Linked DNA regions of Cydia pomonella: region 1 is linked to region 2. A link is a contact called in public Hi-C data. All regions are on one chromosome and are shown on one strand. The core of a region is the stretch at or near the end of the contact, and the rest is flanking DNA. Distances in the headings are between cores, read along the strand shown.

The links. A called contact is a pair of places that touch in the nucleus more often than the background predicts.
Region 1: a contact with region 2 is called in a Hi-C map of whole body, with 4 times the contacts expected there. The contact joins the promoter of LOC133520615 here to the promoter of LOC133520614 in region 2. A contact is called at or near these places in 2 of 2 Hi-C or Micro-C datasets (both in whole body).

The regions. Positions count from the first base shown.
Region 1 is chr8:13,335,753-13,339,525 of ilCydPomo1, reverse strand. LOC133520615 (trypsin alpha-3-like) reads left to right here and starts at 1,389. Exons shown (of 4, transcript XM_061855133.1): 1 at 1,389-1,471; 2 at 1,897-2,101; 3 at 2,544-2,802; 4 at 3,081-3,773. The coding sequence starts at 1,438. The coding sequence ends at 3,386.
Region 2 is chr8:13,143,751-13,147,488 of ilCydPomo1, reverse strand. LOC133520614 (zinc finger MIZ domain-containing protein 1) reads left to right here and starts at 2,230. Exons shown (of 11, transcript XM_061855132.1): 1 at 2,230-2,794; 2 at 3,514-3,648.

The sequences.
Region 1 (3,773 bases), core at 140-2,639, 190 kb before region 2:
ACACTATTTTAGGTCCCTACTTACGTATAAAACACCATGCATTGTTGCCAACCAATAACTTTTTGCAAGCAAATTACGACTCCAGTTACGTATTTATTAACTTTCGTTGTCAATAAGTTTGTATGTAAACAACCATGTTTCGTGGTACTTAACGCGTGATTTAATTTATATGGTTAATAAATGAATACTTCATAAAATCGGCAATAAACACACTGCACTTTATAAAACTAAACATAATTAAATAATGCTTTCCGCACATTTACCAGCATTTTATGGTCAAAGATATTTATGAAGTGAATAAGCTTGAATTAAGTGCGTACTTACGTTTTGTAACTGATCTCTTAATACTGCAACATTTAAATTTTGGTTTTATCGTACCATTCAGAAGCAAGTGATTAAAATGCAATTTCACGTATTTATAAAACGAAACAATTAATGTTATTGATAATGTGATGCAATCTAATGAGCTCATAAATGTTTTGTACGAGGACGTTAATTGTAATACCACCAGAGGCTTATAAGTATTATTGGTATATGGGATACATATTAAGAAACAAAACAAATGATGAAAAACTTAATACGTGATAAAAAAACAGACTGGGATATCAGCCTACTGCAAATCATAAAATTTACAATTCAGATGTTAATCCAGCGGGTATCCTGGACATACGGAAAGTACAGTAAAATAAATGTACGATAAAAAAGGGGATATCCATAACAACGTATTTCCCTAAAGTGATAAGGTGCACCCGATAAACGTCTATACGTGCAGCTATGATTCACCTTAATAAAACCAGACATAATACAAGGGCAACCATGTAATCAAAAACTATTTTTAAATCATAAGCACCATGACCCCTTAACCCTTAGCAATACTTGCCTGTAATACATACTCGTATTTGAATAAATTCTATGGATCCCTTCATCAGACAAAATAATCGATTATTATTTGATGTAGATATAAATAACTTACGGCCCGTATCGAAATTCAAGATACATCGAAAATTTCCCAAAGATACGATATGAATTTGATATGTCAGTGTCAAAAGTGACGTTTTTGTCAGAAGAAACGTCATTCTTGACACAGATATCTAATCCATATCGTATCTTTACGACGTATCTCAAAGTTCGAATCAGGCCATTAATTATGTTATACCTAATTATGTTATATTATTTATTACTTACAAACACTTATTCTGCGGTTACTTATATAATTACAGCGAGAATAAAAAAAAGTTGATAAACAGAATTTTATCAAACTAATACATTCCAAAGAGTAATATGAGCATTATGATAACATTATGAATGGTTAAGGATAAACCGCGAAGCAAGTAAAACTCAGATAAAGAGATCTCGAGTACCACTACTGTAGATAACGTATCTGCAACTATCGATGAGATGCCAATTCTGCGTTAGTCGATTGTTTTACTTGCCAAAATGCGGATAGCCTTCCAAAAATATATCTTGCTAGGTAAGTTTTATTTAAATTTACTGCTCTATAAATCAGCGAAATAATTGAAAGATGTGGGTTTCCAATCCACATCTACATTGGGCTGGCGTGATGACTACGAGTCTAAGCCAAACCCCTTCACGAAAGAGAGATACCTGTGCCCTGCATTTTGGAGTCACAGTTACATGTGTTTAACGTAAGTATAAGTATATAATTTATTTAGTAAAAGGTGTGCAATTACAGCTGCTGCAGACAGGAACTTTCCTAGGCTATGCTCTTAATCGATCAAGGTTAAAATGATTAGGCATATATAGGTTCTTTTGAAGCGTTAGTAAAAGAGAACCTTACCCCCGCAATTTTTTTTATACTCCTGGTAGGTCGGTACTAGCATAGCATATAAAATATAGATGTATTCGAAAAAGTCATATTACTTTATTTGATTGCAGGTCTCTTTGTAGCTGTAGCATCACTGCCTACGGATAATGTTGTAGAAGAGTCAGCACGCATAGTTAACGGTTATACGGTGGACATATCGGACGTGCCATACCAGGCGACGTTACGTCGGCGACTCATCTCCGGCTGGGGTCATATGTGTGGGGCGGTCGTCATCAACGTGCGAGCAGTGCTTACTGCGGCTCATTGTGGAGTTAGGTAAGGACTTTTTAATATTTCGATGGTGGTAGTGTGTGGGTTGATCTGAGAATAGCTAAAGAAGGAATCTATGGAAGCCTAGAACTTCAGCGCACAATAATAAATGCTTTGAAGAGGCTTTATACATATGTAAAAGTGTGATGATTCGTGTGACAGGCTAAAGCACAAATGACGCCAATGCCATCAAATGATGCACAATTATTTTGAAGCTGTCGCCCGTAGAAAAGTAGTAGTTATAGTAACGATGGTTGCGATCACTGAACCCTGAAGGTGCTCCAAATATGAGCGCGATTCTCATGTTTGGAGCACCAACAGGGTCCAGGAACCAGTCATGCTCTAAATTTAATGTTGCCTCGCCTTTTTCTACTTACTTCATTTTTTTTATATGTCGTGGGAGCAGATGATTGCTGACAGATCTAACATTTTTTCTTCTTTCTTCAAGTTACGTAACGGAACCATCATACCTCCGACTAATAGTGGGCACCTCCTCACGACTGAGCGGTGGTACAACTTACGAAATCTCCGTAGTACATGTCCATGAGGAATACTCTTCCTCCACCCTGGAAAATGACATTGCCGTCTTGGTCACTTCCAAGAAGATGAGGTTTGGAAAGAATGTCCAGAGCGTAGCTTTAGCTCCGCCAAACCATAGTTTGACGGCAGGGAGTGAAGCTTTGGTGTCAGGATACGGTACAACATCGGTAAGTAATCATAATATTTTAGAATAGCAAAATACAAGAATGTCAGAATAAGATATTTCTGGTATACACACATCCGTCAACTAAAGAAATACCTATATAAATAAAATCAATTATCGTAAAATATCAATTCAAAAAATTGAACATTCTAATATTCTAATTTAACATCTAGACTAAGCGAGATTCAACAAAACAGTCTCGATATCCAACATTTAAAGATAGTTTTGTAGATGAACAGTTCTTTAAGCAACAAATATTATTTTGCATTTTCTTACTTGCAGTTCGAAGGGACAGCGTCATCAGTGCTGCTCGCTGCTAAAGTGAACGTGGTCGAGCAGTGGACCTGCGCCCATGCGTATCTGCGCATCGCAGCCATCACATCCGGCATGCTTTGTGCAAGCGCCTCCTCACCAGCCCGGGACGCCTGCCAGGGGGACTCCGGCGGGCCCCTCGTCTCCGACAACCTCCTCGTCGGCATAGTGTCCTGGGGTGAAGGCTGCGCGGAAGAATCTTACCCTGGCGTGTACACTAGGGTATCTAAGTACTACTCTTGGATTAATGGGAAACTTGCAAATGTTTGGGATTAATGATCTGATGAATGTAGCTGCTCTAGGTGAACTACTCGTAAAAATCCTTCAATGGGTGGTGTAATGCGAAAAAGTCAAAGATTCAATGTTACTTATACCTACTGTAATGTCGCAGATCGCGAAACTTTTCAATCGGATATCCGTTCACTTACCTAAGTTATGAATAAAAGGAACTTGTAAGTTTGAACTTCCCATGAAATTCAGCTAAATTATAGCAGGCACCTACTTGATGAGTTTAACCTGCCTTAATACCTATAATTTTGGAGTTCGAGTGACTACTTCGGTGTTTTCACAGCTTCAGCTGCAACTTTACAATCTGACAACTGTGGGACTTAGTCAATTTGTGTTATAATATTTATTTGTTATTATTATGTATTACAACTGTTG
Region 2 (3,738 bases), core at 981-3,480:
ATTTGATTGACCAGCATACTCGTGCTTCTCTAAAGTTACTACTTAAGAATAGCGTAACTGATAATTCGTAACATCTAATTTTGCTTTAAAAAGCTTCGGATTCCGTACCGAAAGGTATCCAAATCTTTTTTGCAAGCCCAGTTAAATTTCATAATAATATTGTAAATAAACACCGGTCAAATAATTATATTCTTGTGGTGTTTTAAGGATTTAAATGCGTATCTATTCACCTTCTCAAAAACAGACAAAAAAATTTGGTTGTGAATATTTTCACGGTTGTTAATTGATACATTCACTAAAACGACGACAGCAGCATGCGTTTTTACCATAGCTGTCTTAAATCTATTAGAAAAACCGAATCTCCACTGAGAATTGGAACAAATCCAAAGTGATTAGTAAGTGATTTTTATAAATGAGTGGCAAGAGGTCGTCATTAGAGGAATGTGAACAGGAACCTTTTCAAATTTTGCCGGCTGCCATTGGATTATAGATTTTAACACGTAGACTTAAGGTCTACATAATCGAGAAAAGTTAGTAGCGCGCGCGGCGCTTTCCCGACTTTCCCGCGCCGGCGCTCGCGCACGCGTAGTTACTACGAAACGTACGGCGTTACGTTACGCCTTACTACCGTGACTTTCAGTTTAAAGTTTTGTTACCGCCATTTACTTTCCGGTAGTTTTCTTGCTGTAGTAAAACTAAACGTGTTTTCATTACTGTAATGACCATGTATCACATGCGCGACAGTACACAGAAACGTTACGATTTCCGTTCAACTACGAGTAAGAGGACTATTAGTTAGGGTTGCACTGCCAAATGTTTGGGATGGTGCTGAATTCTGGCTACATTTGTATGACTTAATATTTCCTGATAAAAACGTCTCTTATACTTAAGGGCATGGAGTACCTTACCACTTATAAGATGAATTCTATAATCGTGACATTCTGAATACTTATAAAGATATTTTTGGCCTTCGATATGAGAACCCTAAATATTTAGTACAATTCCCAAAGAAATATCTCTCTAATGTGTAATTCATTTCTCTCCAATATACCGTCGCGAATTGATGTACTAAAATATAAAATTAGCGACAGAACTATTAAACATCGATAATCTCATTATCTTGACAGTTTTTATATTCGTGATCCCTATAATATTAAGTACCTACTCAATATTGTCAATAACAATTAAAAGATAATTATTGAGTACGTCACGCGTTCGCTTAAGATGTATTTGTTTTGAAGGTGTGCGTGATTTGGTGTGAGTCGACCTAGCGAGCGGCAAGGACATGGCAGGACGACTGACGTCCTCGTCGTCAGGTAGCGGAGAGGACATGCCTATTGTTTATCGCCGCTAATTATTATGCCCGTACGCTGCTTGACCGCTGCCGCTGCGCAAAAACATAGCGACTACGCCTTGCCAGTTAGGGTATCAAGCGTGGAGACGTCCGAATTTGCCGGTAGCTACCTGTACACTTTCCAGGTTATCACGAAAGTGGAGATACCCAATGTTGCCTGTATGCCTTATTTATGTTTTTTTTTTTTTTATAGTTTTATCAGGTAGGTGAGGTCGGTAGCATTTAGATTAACACTGTCATTTTTAATGACCTCGCATTTGCGGTCGAAAATTCCTTTTCTTAACCTTTCGTATGTGTAATTTATTGGTCTAAAATAAAAGTAAATCTTGTCTTGTCTGTAAACAATAATAATAGATGACTGAATAATTCAGTTACGATCCTTATCAAACACAGACGAAAGCTTAATCAGTTAATCATTGAATACACGCAGAATAAGTTGGATACTAATTGTTGTAACTTACTTAGACATTGATTGATAATCATTCTTGCGTAGGTTAAATATTTTCAAGTGTTTTTAAATTTGAAACTTGGCGCCAAATTCAATATTGTCCTCAAACATGGCGGCTTAGGTTAAACAGTGGTGCCATCTTTGCGCACCTTTATCTCTAGGACACCCAGATAATTATAAGTACCTAGATATTTTATAGTGTTACACGCAGCTCGTTAACCTTGTAATGTAGTAATTAAATAATATAATTATGGAATAATCAATTGAAGACTATAAATATGCTACTAATAATAAAATACGACATGATTATATTAAGTGGCAGTATCATCCTGCAATAGCGATCTACTTCGATTGTACTGCCTAATCGAATGACGACAGAACAGAGCGTTGCAACTATCGCACTCGCTGTATCACGCTCGATCGGGGACCGTTACGTGAAAACGTCGAGCGCGCGAGACGAAGCGAGCGGGCCGAGGGAGCGACGGCGACGCCCGAGCGCGGCCGAATGCCGAGTGTCGAGACGACGACACCCGAGCGGGGGACGCGGGGGTGCGCCACTTATCGCCGCGAGCTGGCAACGCCGCGCGGGGTGGGAGCGCCCCGCGCCGCATCCACTCACCGTCGCCGGCTCGCCAGTGTTACCTTTGGCGGCCGAACACGCGGTTGCTCGCCGTCAGTGACGTTGCTGTCGACTCTCGCGAACGCACGTCAATAATGTTTCGGTGATTTCAAAGTCGGACTCTCGTGTAGACGATAACCATATTCAGGACCCTTATCAAATACTGGAATACAGTGGAAAAAAAAAAATCTCATCACACAGGATTTGGATTGTTTTAAAAGTTTTGTGATTTGAGACTTTTGTGGATTTTGAACAACAAAACAGTGCAGTGAACTTACCAAAAGGATTGCATTTATGTGATAACATTGGATTTTGGAAAGAAAAACTGAGTGATTCCTCAAAGGATTTGTGCCCCGTGACAGTGCTAACTCAAGTAAATAAAGTGATTTTTTTTTAAGTTTTGCGTGGTGTTTATAGAAGTTTTACAAGTAAATAAAAATCGTTGTGAATTATAAAAATCATTATTAAAAATATGTATACAAGTAAATAATATTTATCAACGAATAAAATTACATAAACTTGTCTAAAACTGAACTATAGACACACACCACCTGTCGTAAAATAGAGCGCACGTTGGATTTTGCCACAGCTGATCGACTGACGGGACTCACGAGCGAAGCGTTCATCGTGACGTACACAAAAAAGGGTTGAAATTGATAACTGGAAGAGAAATTCACGAAAGGATTTTTTTCAAGTGCAATATAAAATATAGAACAATTTTTTTTTATCCATCGGATAATCCATTAAAAACGTGGAAAAATTCACCGGAAATTTTCAGTGAGCGTGCATCCATCGGAATACCTGAATAAAGGTTTATGAATTATGTAAAGTGCCACGACTCGATGAACGTTTCGATTGTTGACGTGCTGGCTGAAGCGAAATTTACGGCGCTTAGCGCGATAAAAAAAAGTACGTCTGACACGTACGCTATTGGGGCGTTCAGGAAATTTTCGCACGAAGATTTACGATAATACAAGTCTTTAAAAAAACATTTGAAGATTTTTGACATTTAACCTGGCTTATAAACCAAGGGTTGAATAGGGAGATTGGGGAGTGAGAATTCGAGCTACATCGAGGTGCATCGTGTTTCAGAGGGTGTCCCTTGGCCGACAGGACGGCGAACTCTACTGGCTCGGTCGGCTACGCGGGTTCCGCCAGCTTTGGGGCCGCTGTGGACAAGCACAACCCTCTGCAAGCGAATATAGGATACAGGGTCAACGCCCCTAGGTGAGTGAAGCCTTTTTGGTGCTCGGATTATGGACATGAGTGAACGAAATGTATTCAATACGGATATTTTCTTACTATTTACTTGGTGAC